Linked DNA regions of Mus musculus: region 1 is linked to region 2. The links are chromatin contacts, called in public HiChIP or PLAC-seq maps. All regions are on one chromosome and are shown on one strand. The core of a region is the stretch at or near the end of the contact, and the rest is flanking DNA. Distances in the headings are between cores, read along the strand shown.

What was found. HiChIP or PLAC-seq counts read pairs in DNA pulled down with a chosen protein or histone mark.
Region 1: an H3K27ac HiChIP or PLAC-seq map of heart atrium shows a contact between it and region 2, with 4 times the contacts expected there. The contact joins two enhancer-like sites. A contact is called at or near these places in 1 of 484 Hi-C or Micro-C datasets (uterus) and 1 of 115 datasets of contacts at active chromatin or transcription factors (heart atrium).

The regions. Positions count from the first base shown.
Region 1 is chr2:160,065,463-160,071,183 of GRCm38.p6, forward strand. No RefSeq gene overlaps it. Among named protein-coding and RNA genes, the nearest start is that of 9130015L21Rik, 52 kb to the left of the region's middle. Within about 2 kb of position 1,704, at least 48 of the 459 cell types and tissues checked have an H3K27ac peak or open chromatin away from gene starts, as enhancers often do. A contact at or near this core is called in heart atrium and uterus, where this site is marked.
Region 2 is chr2:159,729,863-159,736,029 of GRCm38.p6, forward strand. No RefSeq gene overlaps it. Among named protein-coding and RNA genes, the nearest start is that of 4933416E03Rik, 210 kb to the right of the region's middle. Within about 2 kb of position 2,724, at least 53 of the 459 cell types and tissues checked have an H3K27ac peak or open chromatin away from gene starts, as enhancers often do. A contact at or near this core is called in heart atrium and uterus, where this site is marked.

The sequences.
Region 1 (5,721 bases), core at 454-2,953, 330 kb after region 2:
CTTTGGCCATAAGCCCTCTCTACTTATCACTAAGAAATGCCTGCCCTTCTTTCCTGGCAACTTGCTTAGCATACCTCTAGAAAGCCTCCCTTGGCTTTGAAAGGCTGACCAGTGTTTGTGCTCCCTCTGTGTCCCTAAAAGCCATTTGTTTGTCATTATATGACATAGCCTCACTTCTTCACTGGTGTCAGAGCATCCCGAGCCACCCAGGCCAGGTCTTCTGCTCTAGATTGTATAGGAGGGGGTTGGGGGGGGATAGGTAAGGAAGGAAAAACTAACAATGAATGAGGCTAATGTCTCCATCCAGAATTTGCAGGTGAGGATAACAAAGCTTGCAAAAAATAGTAGTGATGCACTCACTGTGCTTCTGATTAATGGCAGAGCTGGACTTCAGCCTCTAGCCCTTCTGACTGCAGAGGTATTGTTAAAGGTATCACACTGAGAGCTTCAGACAATGGTCATTAAGCAGCTGATGATGAACCAAAGATGCACTTCTACAGCTGGGCCTCTCCAGTCCCTTTGGTCCCCTCTCTCTTGCAGCACATGCATTCCTCTGAGCCACGCCTTCTATCTGGAGTGACCCTGGTCTGAACCCCCGCAGTATCATGTTTGGGATCCATTCACCACTTAAATTTGCAGGCTTGCTTTCCACTTCCACAGAAACATAGTCAGAAATGACCCTGCACCAAACACCCATCAGAAACCTGTGTGCAATCTGTCTTTATTACTACGAAGAAAGGTTGTCCTGCGAGGCACGGAGCAGGAGGTGGGGGAAGGAGAAATTAATTGAATGTCAAGTTTCAATTGTTGAGTCACTAATCTAATCGGTGACAACTTTAGCCTTTTCGATGTACAGCTTAGCTTTCCAAAAAAAAATTAGAAATATCCTCTTTTCCAAAAAGCTATTGGAGAAGAGATAATTACCCCAATACAATCTGGGCTTATTCTCAGAGTTGTGAGCTCTTTTTTTCTTTTTTTTTTTCCTTTTAAACACGACAACATTTCCTACATGTGTTCAATGAAGCTGAAAATGCTATTTTGATAATGGGCCCACAGAACGTTTAACAGGCCGGGATGACAATGTGAGACTTTCTTGGGGAAACAGGAAGCAATGGAAAGCTATAATAGGAGTCATTAGTGGGGACTTGGGAGTCTGCTGGAGACACTGGTGCAATTCTCAGCTTTACTGTTTTCTTAATAAGGCTCTTTGGAGATCAGATTCAAAGTGTCATGTCACCAAACCCCAGGCCCTGAGCCCTGTCCCTGCATTCAATCAGAGCCTCCCCGTTGTCCAGATAGAAGCCCCCTTCTACAACCCCTCCCCTCAGTCAGCCAATGTTGCCTGAATTCCTACCATAGTGCAGTTTCCCTCTGAGCTACTGACAGTGAGCTAAAAATAACCTTTGTCCCTATACTCCCCAGCCCAGAAGAAGACAGACAAAAAGGAGAGAGTTGGTGGGGTTTTGTTTTGTTTTGTTTTGTTTTGGAGTTGGGTTCTGTGTGAACTGGTAGCACATGCTCTGTGGGAGTAGAGACTACGGAGCAGTCAAGTCCATGGTCTTGAAAGATGAGTAGGGTTTCCCCAGTGTGAGAAACTGAGACTCCTTCATCTGGCTTCATGCCCACTCTTGCCTCTGAACTGAGGCCAGAAAGACGGAATCACATGCTCAACCTTGGAAATGAGAGTGAAGTCCAAGCTCTGGAAATTCACTGACTGAAAATAGTTCACTAAGGAGAAGGCAGAGCCATTCTATTAAGCAGAGTGAACAGAGCAGAGGACGGGCAGGAGAAAATGGGATCTGTATACCAAGCTGGTTAGCTCTTAGAGCTGTCAGCAGAAGCCAGACCAGCTCTGAAGCCTCCTTGACACCTAGAACTGAGCCCCAAAGGGAGTTACTCCCAGCAGAGTCAGTCTCCACCAGCCTTGGTTTCCTAAATCAAAGCCAGTTCTCTTCTAGACAAAGGGGAGCAAGCATGTCTTTCAAGACCTTGGTTCTCTTAGAGGACAGGGAGGTAAAAATTACTTTAATCTTTCTTTCTGGTCTCTGGAATAATGAGGAAGAAGACAACCAGAAGCTGGGCATCTGTAAAAACTAAGGCACAGCCTTCTTCAGACAAGGTAACCATGCTAAGTAAGCGGCCAAGGTTCAAAGAACTGATAAGTGATTGCCTATATGGTGAGTTAACATACTTAAGTACTCTCACACACAAATAACGTAATATTCCACAGACAAAGATGTAAATAAGGTTGATGTCTGAGAAAGTTTGTGGTCCTAAGAAGCAAATTCCAAATTAGCTTTAAGACTGAGAAAAGAAACGGTAACTATGAAGTCCAGGAGTGACCATAGAACTGATAAGATTAAAAGTATTCTCAATGAGGAAAGAAGAGGCAGTCCGAGTGGTCCCCAGCTAGCAAAGCCCTATGACAGGTACAGTCACATAGAGAATGGGATGCTCTTGTCCCTTTAATTGATGTCCTAGTCCTGGAAGCCGCCTCCACCCAAGTTCAGCAAAAGCACACGGCTGAGTTTTCCTTGTGGTTGCTTTGGTTTGGCATGTCAGTTAATTTTGTTTGGTGGAAAAAAAAAACACGAAGTGGCTGGTTCTGACGTCGAAATCTGTGCGGTTCAAAACAATGATCGCATGGTAGGGAGCAGGCGGCTGTGAGTCAGAGAGATTATGGAAATGCAGCAAGATGTTGTGAAGGAACACGGAACTGGGGACACTTGAGGGCACCTATCCCAATCTCAGCAGCCTGTGCTCCTCAACATTTGAGTCACACAAGGCAAACATCAAAAAAAAAATGTAAATAAATTATTTCAAAAAGCTCTTTGAAGTAGTAATTAGCATCATTTGAAAAAAATCTGCTCAATTTTACCTTTTGATTTTCAAGTAGCCTTTTAGCTTTGTGCATGTAACTAGTGCCTCCCCAATACCTTTATTATACATAGAAAATTCTTTCTATGTTATGTTGTCCTCATTTTCATCGTGATGGGGTTTCTGCAACAGCATTTGGTAGAAGCCGTGAAGGAACACTTCTGTCCTAAGTCGGAAGTGTTGGTGTCTGTCCTTAAGTCCCGTGAAAATGGAAACAAATACTAATGAAGAGTTCACAGTTGAAGATGAAGAGAATAAACGGAGCCTGGCACCTGAGAAGAGAGCAAAGTTCTGCCATCACAGTATGTGGTGCTGACGTCGCATCTCCTGAGCTCCACGGATATGAGAATTCTACTCATCCCATTTTTTCTTCTCTATGTTCCCAAGAATCTGGAGACGTGGCTGGCAAAGCACACAGGTATTGTCTAGAACTCTGTGGATGAAGTTGCACCATTCATAGCGATGAAGATTCCATCAAAAGGCAGAGCAGATTCTCCAAGTCACAGAATCCCAGGGCCAAACTAAGGATTCAACTGAATTTGACTGCACAGTTCCCTGATCTTCAGAAGGCACTGATCTTTCTTCCTCCTTAGAGAGCTGGGCTTCCTGTTTCCTTGGTCCCGACTTGCTGCCTGCAGTGATAGAATCCTCAGCCCGTTGCAACACTTAAAGCAGTGGTTTCCCACAGTGAGGAGAGGTATGATTGCACTTGGAGTTAGATAAATGTGTAGGACGTGGATGTCTGCTCATTTAACTTGTGCCTATTGCATGACTAATCCCTCTTGGGAGCACCACTTTGGTGGTCAATTCAGACCTCTATAGATGCCTTTTACCTTAGGTTGTATGTTCTTTGACATGCATGAAAGAGCTAAAATTTCCTGAGAAATTGTGATACCCTAGAAACCTTTAACAACTGACAGTCAGGTAAAGTTCAGGCACTTACCTGCACTGAGCCAGGACACCTGTGTGCTTCTGTCTCCATCCCATTTCACCAGGCCTTACACTCAGGAGCAGTTGGCCAACACAAGATGGACTCCATGGGTTTCTTTTACTGATACGGTTGGAGGTAGAGGTGGTTTAGTAGGTTGCTTTTTCTGCTTCTTTTGGGTTTTTTTTTTTAGTTTGTTTTGTTTGTTTATTTGTTTGTTCAGGGACTGTGTGTGTGTGTGTGTGTGTGTGTGTGTGTGTGTGTGTGTATCTTTTAATGAATTAAAAACAGACTCTTCTCCCCAAAGGATACATTCCAACTACAGTTCCCCTCCCTCTACTCCTCTCAGCTCTGCCTCCTACCTCCCCTTGCCCCCAGATCTACTCCTCGTCCATTTCCCTTCAGAAAGAACCAAGCCATCAAGAGAGACCAATCAAACACAACAATTGTTAGTTCATGTAAAGAGAAAGAGAGAGAACATGATGTTGGGGTGGACAGGGAAGAGAGAGCCTATGAGAAGGATTGGGGAAGGGAAAAGAATATAATTAAAATGTGTTGTATAAAATATTTTAGTTAACATGATTCTTAAAAAATAGATTGATATGAATTTACCCTCTGCCAGACCTTGCCTGCACCCTTTCTTTGCTTGGCTTTCCCCCCACTTTCTTGTCCTTCTCCATTTCCCTTCACTGGTTTACTGCAAATGATTTCATAGTTAAAGGTCTGATTCTGTGCAGTTTAACTCAAATAATATTTCCTTTGTTATTTATTCCCTACCCTACCCTACCTACCCAGACCTGGTCATATAAAGAACTAGATACAAGCACCCCAAACACAAAGGGCTAATCAATACATCTTAGGCTTTTATTCAAAGGAGGCTTTTTTCTACATCCAAAAACAACATAGATTTTGAGTTTGCTGTTATTGAAATAATTGGAGACCAGGGAGATCTGCCATTCTCTTCAAGAAAGGTCAAAGTTACCTTTGGGGATCATGCAGAACCGAAGCCATCTTGAAAAGCATCATAAGAAGTTCCCCCTCTATCTGGCCAACATAAAACCAGACCCATATTCCCATCCTCACTAACATTAGACCCTCTGTTTCCTTATGCCCTTTGTAGAAGAAATGTATAAAGATGACGTTTATCTGAAAATTTTTCCTTTAAAAAAAAAACACTTTTCAAAGAAGATTTTAGACGAGAGAAGAAAATGTATTTCTTCATAGGGAACTGCATGACTGACTCTGTGACACATCTCCCTGTTGTGAAATCCAAGCAACTGTCATAAAACATCTAGAAAAAAGGGAAGAAAGGGACAAGGTGCCTTGAAGAGGAAGCACTGGCTGTGTATTCACATTTCTATGGAAACAGGCTTGTGCAGCCTGGGACTTGGTTGACTGTGGTTAGAAGGACATGAAGTCAGGTGCCCGGCAGCTGCTAAGAGATGCTGGAGCAGCAGTTTGCAAGCAATGGCACAGAGCCTTCCAAACCCTTATCTTTGTGTCAAGAGCAGATAGAACTTCATGAGATTCCTTCCTTACATAGTCCAGTTAGAGCCATGGTGGTCTCCCATCCATGTGTGCTTGCAAGTGGGAGTGCCTTCACATGTTCTCCTACTTCCCAAAGTACTGCTCCAGAAAGGATAAGATGAAGACATCCGATGAAGCAAACAATACTGGAATAGGACCAGTGACTAAAAGAGAATAGCCTTTCATGAGTACTAAGGGAACTAGGTTTGGTTGACTCCTGAACTCCCAGATGATTGCTATTAGAACATCATCCATGCCAATTAGTAGCAATAAGAGGAGGAAGGAAGAGGAGAGAGACAAGGAGGAGGAGAGAGAGAGAAGGAAGAGGGGGAAGGGGCAGAGAAGAGGAGGAGGAACTTTAGAGATTGTGAGCAGACAGTAAGTATCCT
Region 2 (6,167 bases), core at 1,474-3,973:
TCATTTCTGTCTGAGATAAGACAACAGGAAGGATGCCTTGGCACTGACTTGGAAGCTCCCTGACATGCATTGGTCAGACACAGGCTCTCGGAATTACGAGGGACGTGAATCCTGCAGGTGGTTGACAAATGTCTATTACAGCACTCATTCATCAGGAATATTTCACAGTTTATGCCTGTAGACTGTACCCTCAGGCAACATAGTATACTTTGCTTCAGGCAGATAACTTTTTTCATTGTATGCATTTAAACATAGCCCCCCCCCCCCCCCACACACACACACACACATACACCTTCATGGAACTAATATACTAGATCACAGGATGCAATCCAAAGCAGTTTAATTCCCCCCTAAGCCCACATTCGCCCGTATCTGAGCACCTATCCAGGCCCTTCCCCCATACACTGGGTTAACTTTTAGGAAGACCACAGCATTTATCTCTTCTCTTTGAGATAAACAAAGTTAACTCTGCCTGCTGGAACTGCCTGTAATCGTCTCTGGTTGGTGATGACTGTGTCCTCGGAGGGCAATGATCATAGCCTTGACCCTCTGCTCTCATCTGACTCTGCAGCAGGTTGGAAATACACAGAAGCGGGACACAAACCTGATCTTCTTACTAACACCATCCGCCCTCTGCCATGTCCTGTATTAACTTCCCAGTCTCTTGCTTACACAGGAGAAAGATGACAGCCCAAAGGCTTGGAAATGCCGTATCTGACTGGCACCTGTGCACACTGGGTTTCCTTGGCCTCGGACAGATTTTTACAATTCATTTTGCCTCTGACGGGTTATTCTTATGGGGATTCTACCTGAGCCCCTTGGCACAAAGGATCTATTTCCCAACTGGTCTTATGAGAGAAAACCTTTGGCTTCTTTAAATGTGAACGGTTTGTTTATTTGTTTTCACCATCCTCTAACTTCAGGTTTGCAAGACTATCCGTGTTTTTCATTACAAACACAGCTTTATTAGAGGTTAGCTCTCTTGACACCAGTGCAATCATTATGTGCCTTTATAGGCTAATGTGACTGTGACAGGAGTTTCTTATGCTTATTAGGACTTCATATTTATGAAAATTGCACTTATTAGCATTGTCTCTAGATCTGGTTATTTAATATGTTAAGGATTTTTGAAATATTTTGATAACCATGCTTAATGGGAATTGCTTGTTTTGCGATTCCCATGAATGAAATTTATGCATTAAAATCAGCAATCTGAGGACTGGTGATCACTGCATTTTGTTGAGTTTGCACTCTACCTTAAATCATCTCTGCTCTTGTCCTATGTTCCTCCCTAGCAGCTTTGCAAGCAAAATACCCTTAAGGGATGAAGGTCACTACTCTTTCTCCAGCTCATATGGCTGACGTCTCCATGGGGAGCATGTAGTATGACCAGGGCTTGGAAACCATGCAAGAATTCCCTGGCCACAATTCCTACTTGGTTTGCTGTGGAGGTCTGCTAGCCTGCTGGGGCACACTAGAAGAGCATCTTCTCTGTGTATGTGTTAAGGTGCTCTCAATGTAATTGGTGAATAACATGCTCTGAGCTCTCCCTAAGCTCCCAGCCAATGCCTTTGGCTTTCCAGCCTCCTGCCAGGGCTCCAGACCTCCCACTATTTGGGAACCTAAGAGTAAATACTTGGCAAAGCAGAACACTGCAGGAGCTGACTCCAGTTGCATAGTTGATTTCAGTTCTCATTTGTCAGTGCTTGGGCCTCACTGGTTGCTGGAACCCTTTGGCATATCCACTCTGTTCACAGAATCCAAAGGAAGAAGTGAAGCTCTCCTGATGGGTCTTTCCAAGCTGCCACTAGGTGGGGAACAAAGGGACATATGTCCTACTCCTTCTTCTCAAAGAGCAGAAATATTCTGGTATATTTCCCTAAACATATCACATTTTAGTTAATCACAGTGCTCCAATCTTAGACTTTTCAGGTAGCCTTTGGTACACATCTGTATGGCTCATACTACACATATATTCATTGAAGTTATTTCAGGCAACATGTGATCTCACACACACACACATACACACATCTATGATGGGATCCATAGAAGAATATTGAACTATAGGGGCTTTAGATTCGGTGTTGGCCTTTGGAGATATGTGTAGAGGGACCATGAAACTGGGAGGCAGAGAAAACTAACAACGTAAGGCCTCCAATCTAAAGACAGAGTCCACTAATCCTGAGTTGCACTTCTGGCACGGGACGGTGGCCCTCCCACTTCTCAACCGGGGGATTCTTTGCTACCTGCCTGCCCACCCAAGGGCCCAGCCTCAGAATAACCCTCAGCCCTCATCTGATCTGTTACCAAAGAGACAGAAATAAGGAGGCTTGAATGCAGCACACACACTGATTTCCTGGGTAGCCAGTTTGTGTCTTTCATGTCTCAGTGCTATTTTGAGGGAAAAACAAAAACAAACAGACGAATTTACTGAACAGGAGGAAAGGGCTGCTTCATTTGTTGCTAATGGGTGCTCTAGGCTTTGTGGGTTTGCCTCTTGGAGGGCAGGCAGTTGTCTCCCAGCCAGAGTCCTCCTGACTCTGGCATTTAACAGGGTCTGCCTTCAGTGTCTTAGCCAGGGTTTCCTTTGAGAGTAAACAGCCCCTTACTACTTACTGCCTTTTACACCACCAAGAAAATGAGATTACTCTGAGAGGAGACAGCAGCTCCAGGCTGCTGTCGAAAGGGCGCTCTGACTGTTTGTTTGGCTGAAAGGCACCACACAGCACAGCTCAGGCTTGTTTAAAATTAGCTTCCCCCATAAATCACTTGCACAATGAAGTGAAGTGCCTGCCTCTGCCCTCTGACATATTTGTGTCTCTGTTTATTTTTAATGATGACATGGCTCTTTCTGTCTCCAGTTGGCTCTGTATCTTCCACATTCCCAAACACTAAAATCAGTGCCAAATGAGCAAAATCTAAGAAACGGCAGGGAAAAAGGATTTCCTTTGCTTGAAACGCAGAAGATGGTGGAGAACCTGAGTAAGGCCCTTTCTGCCTTAACCAGATTATAATGCCCTAAAAAGGTTTCTATGGGGAAGACAAGGGAATGATGACAGTGACAACATTAAACATGTAGATACAACAGTCATACACAAAAAATGAAATATTTTTAGAAAGAAAAATAAATGCAAACAAATATAAACATAGATGATAGATAGATAGATAGATAGATAGATAGATAGATAGATAGATAGATAGATAGATAGAGGATGGATGGATAGATAGATAGGTAGGTAGATAGTCAAATATGTGATCCTCTGAAGAGCATAAGAGGTTAGTGGAGGGACACAGTGAATATGTAGTTCATTAGCAAAACCTTTCAACTTTGATATCCATATGGTTTTTTTTTTTCTTTTACAAGTAGTGTGATCAGAGTTTCTGCCCTAAAGCCTTGGGAGAACTAGAGGCCTGCTACTTCTAAATGAGTATACAATCTCATAGTTGTCTCCAATCCAAATTTTATTTTAAAAATCTATTTATATAGAGCTAACTTCAATAATTTATAATGGGAAAGACACGATATTTGACCCAGCGATAAGTCCAAAATATAGAATATTCTTAGAGACAGGGCAATTTTATTAGACATGTCACCACCTTTCCAACTTAAAAACTCTATCTGCTAGGAAAAGCTCCCAGAACAACTTTCCCACCCATCGCACAGAACACAAAGAAAGAGAAGCAAAGTAGCCACCAGGACTAAAACTCACGCAGGAGGCCAGAGTCAAGAGTCAGGGGTGTCAAGGAGATGATAGCCAACTTGGGTGGACCCGCCATTTATTATTACAAATAGGTAATTTACTCAAAAACTCTGATTGGAAGTGAAAAGTGTTCTGCGAGGGTTCTTTCTTGTGAGTGCAGTCTCTGTGAGGCAAGGATGATATTCATTTTCTTATTGCAATTTTTGGTAGTAGCATCATTGGGAAACCACCTGTAGATCTAGGAAGGAGAGGTATTCGCTCACTAGGTCACAGTACCCCGTAGCATACGGCAAGGGTGCAAACATAAAATTGCAGTATCGCTGGACCGCAGGGATGATGCCCTGAGTTTCTCTCGCCTGAGCATTGACTTCAGAGATTCAGCTATCCCTGCACTGCTCTGATAGTGCTCTGCTTAAGGAGAGCTGGTTAGAGCTTAGGCACTGCTCTAGAAGAAGCACAGTTCATTGTCTTCTCAGGAAAGAAAGTCAACTCCTCCCATGGAGAAGGGTGCGAAGATTAAATCGTAACCACATATATAAGGAGAGCCAAGTGAAAGTGATTCTCATAAATCAAGATTATCTACTCATTTGCTGACAAACAGTAGCCTTCAATAAAATTCTTTCATCTTGGGTAGATAATATGAAAAGTACTTTTAAGAATTGAGCATAAGAATAGCTATAGGAAGTAATCTATAACGAAAATGGTTAGCAATAAGGTGATAAAAGATAAAAAGGAAGGATATGAACATATATCAAAGTAGTGAATGACTTTGTCTCAAGGAAGTAAGGCAGAGAGCAACAGATGAAGACAGCCAGCATCTCCCTCTGGCCCCTGCATGTGTGTGCACACATGTGTACACACATACTCAAGTGAAGGAAACACACACAAACACACACACACACACACAGAGTATGACCATGGAGTCTATGTTTGAGTCAGTAAGAAGCCAAATCCATATTGTATGAACTCAAGATGAGGACAAAACTCCGAGTTTGAGGTCTCTAAAAATACAGGTATAATGTCAAAGGAAGAGAAGGGAACAGGACACAAATGAATGCAGTTTTGAAGCAATACCGGAATGGTTAGGGGAAGACAACAAAAACAAAACAAAAAAATAATAAATAAATAAATCAAATCAGAGAAAAGATCTTATAGTGCATTGCCAAGGAGTTCATGACATTTCAGGGAAGTCAGTGGGTGGGAGCCAAGTGTGGTTGTGCGGAGAGCCGTGCACAATAGGCTCAAAGGTTAAGAAAACGAAAATTGGAAACTTTGGATAATTTGCCCAAAGCCAAGAGTTAGAAAGGACAGGCAGAAACTTCAACGTATGAATTATATATTAGACTCAGCCAGCTTGTGGTGTTACCTGGAAATGCTAAATTAAGCTGTGTAAATACAGTGGGCCTCAGCTAATTCAAACACCTTCCATCCTTCCTGGGCAAAGACTAAATGTCTTATTTGCTTCGTTCTTCTCTGTAGCAAATGTTAATAGTGGACACCCTGCTGGACACTTTAATATAGCTCCTCAACCCAGACTATACAAAGTCTAATAGTGTATGTAAAGCATTCCCATGACACATGTTACATACGCTGCTAAGCTGTGCTGAGACAGACCATCAGAAACTGTTGTTTGTGTTTCCTTATATTTTCCCTGTGTATTTATCACTTTTTGTTCTTCCTGTTTCTCCTGGCATTTTGTACCAACCATCTGGGATCATTTTGTAACTTCCATTGGTAGCATCTGCTTGTGCTAAACTATCTCCATTGTTCTTGGCGCTAAAATGTCTTCATTTTACCTTCATTCTTAAAATGATACCTTGCTGTGCAGTTTTAGCATAGGAGTGTGGTTGCTTCCTTATTTTTTATTATTTTTCAGGAAATGGTAAGCTTGACCTTTTCTTCTGGTCTCTATTGTAGCTGTTGAATAGTCAGCAACCCTGCTCGACTGAAGAGAACATGACTATTCCTCCACCCCCTCATGGTTTTTCTTCTCCTTTTACAGTTGCTGTAATGTGCCTAGAAGATTATTTTAAGAGACCTATTTATTTTTATTTTATGTGGATAGGTGTTTTGCCTACAAGTTATGTCTATGCACTACAGGAATATTGTGTTCACCAAAGTCAGAAGAAAACATAGAGTTCTCTACATATAGCTATGCATGCAGATGTGAGGCTCCACGTAAGTGCTGGGGTCTGAATCCAAGCCCTAGACAAGACAAGCCAGTCCTCTTCAGCATTGAGCCAACTCTCTAGTCTCATTCTTAGACGATGGTTAATTCCTACTTGGGGACAGTTTTGGTTTTTAGAACCTGACAATCCGCATCTTTGATTATTTCTGAAGCTATTTGAACCCAATGTCTCTTCTGCCATCATTCTGACAATGTATATATGTTATTCTCCATCTCCTGCACTTTTATTATCACTTACCTGCTAGAATTTCTATATGCATATTCTAAATCTACACTGC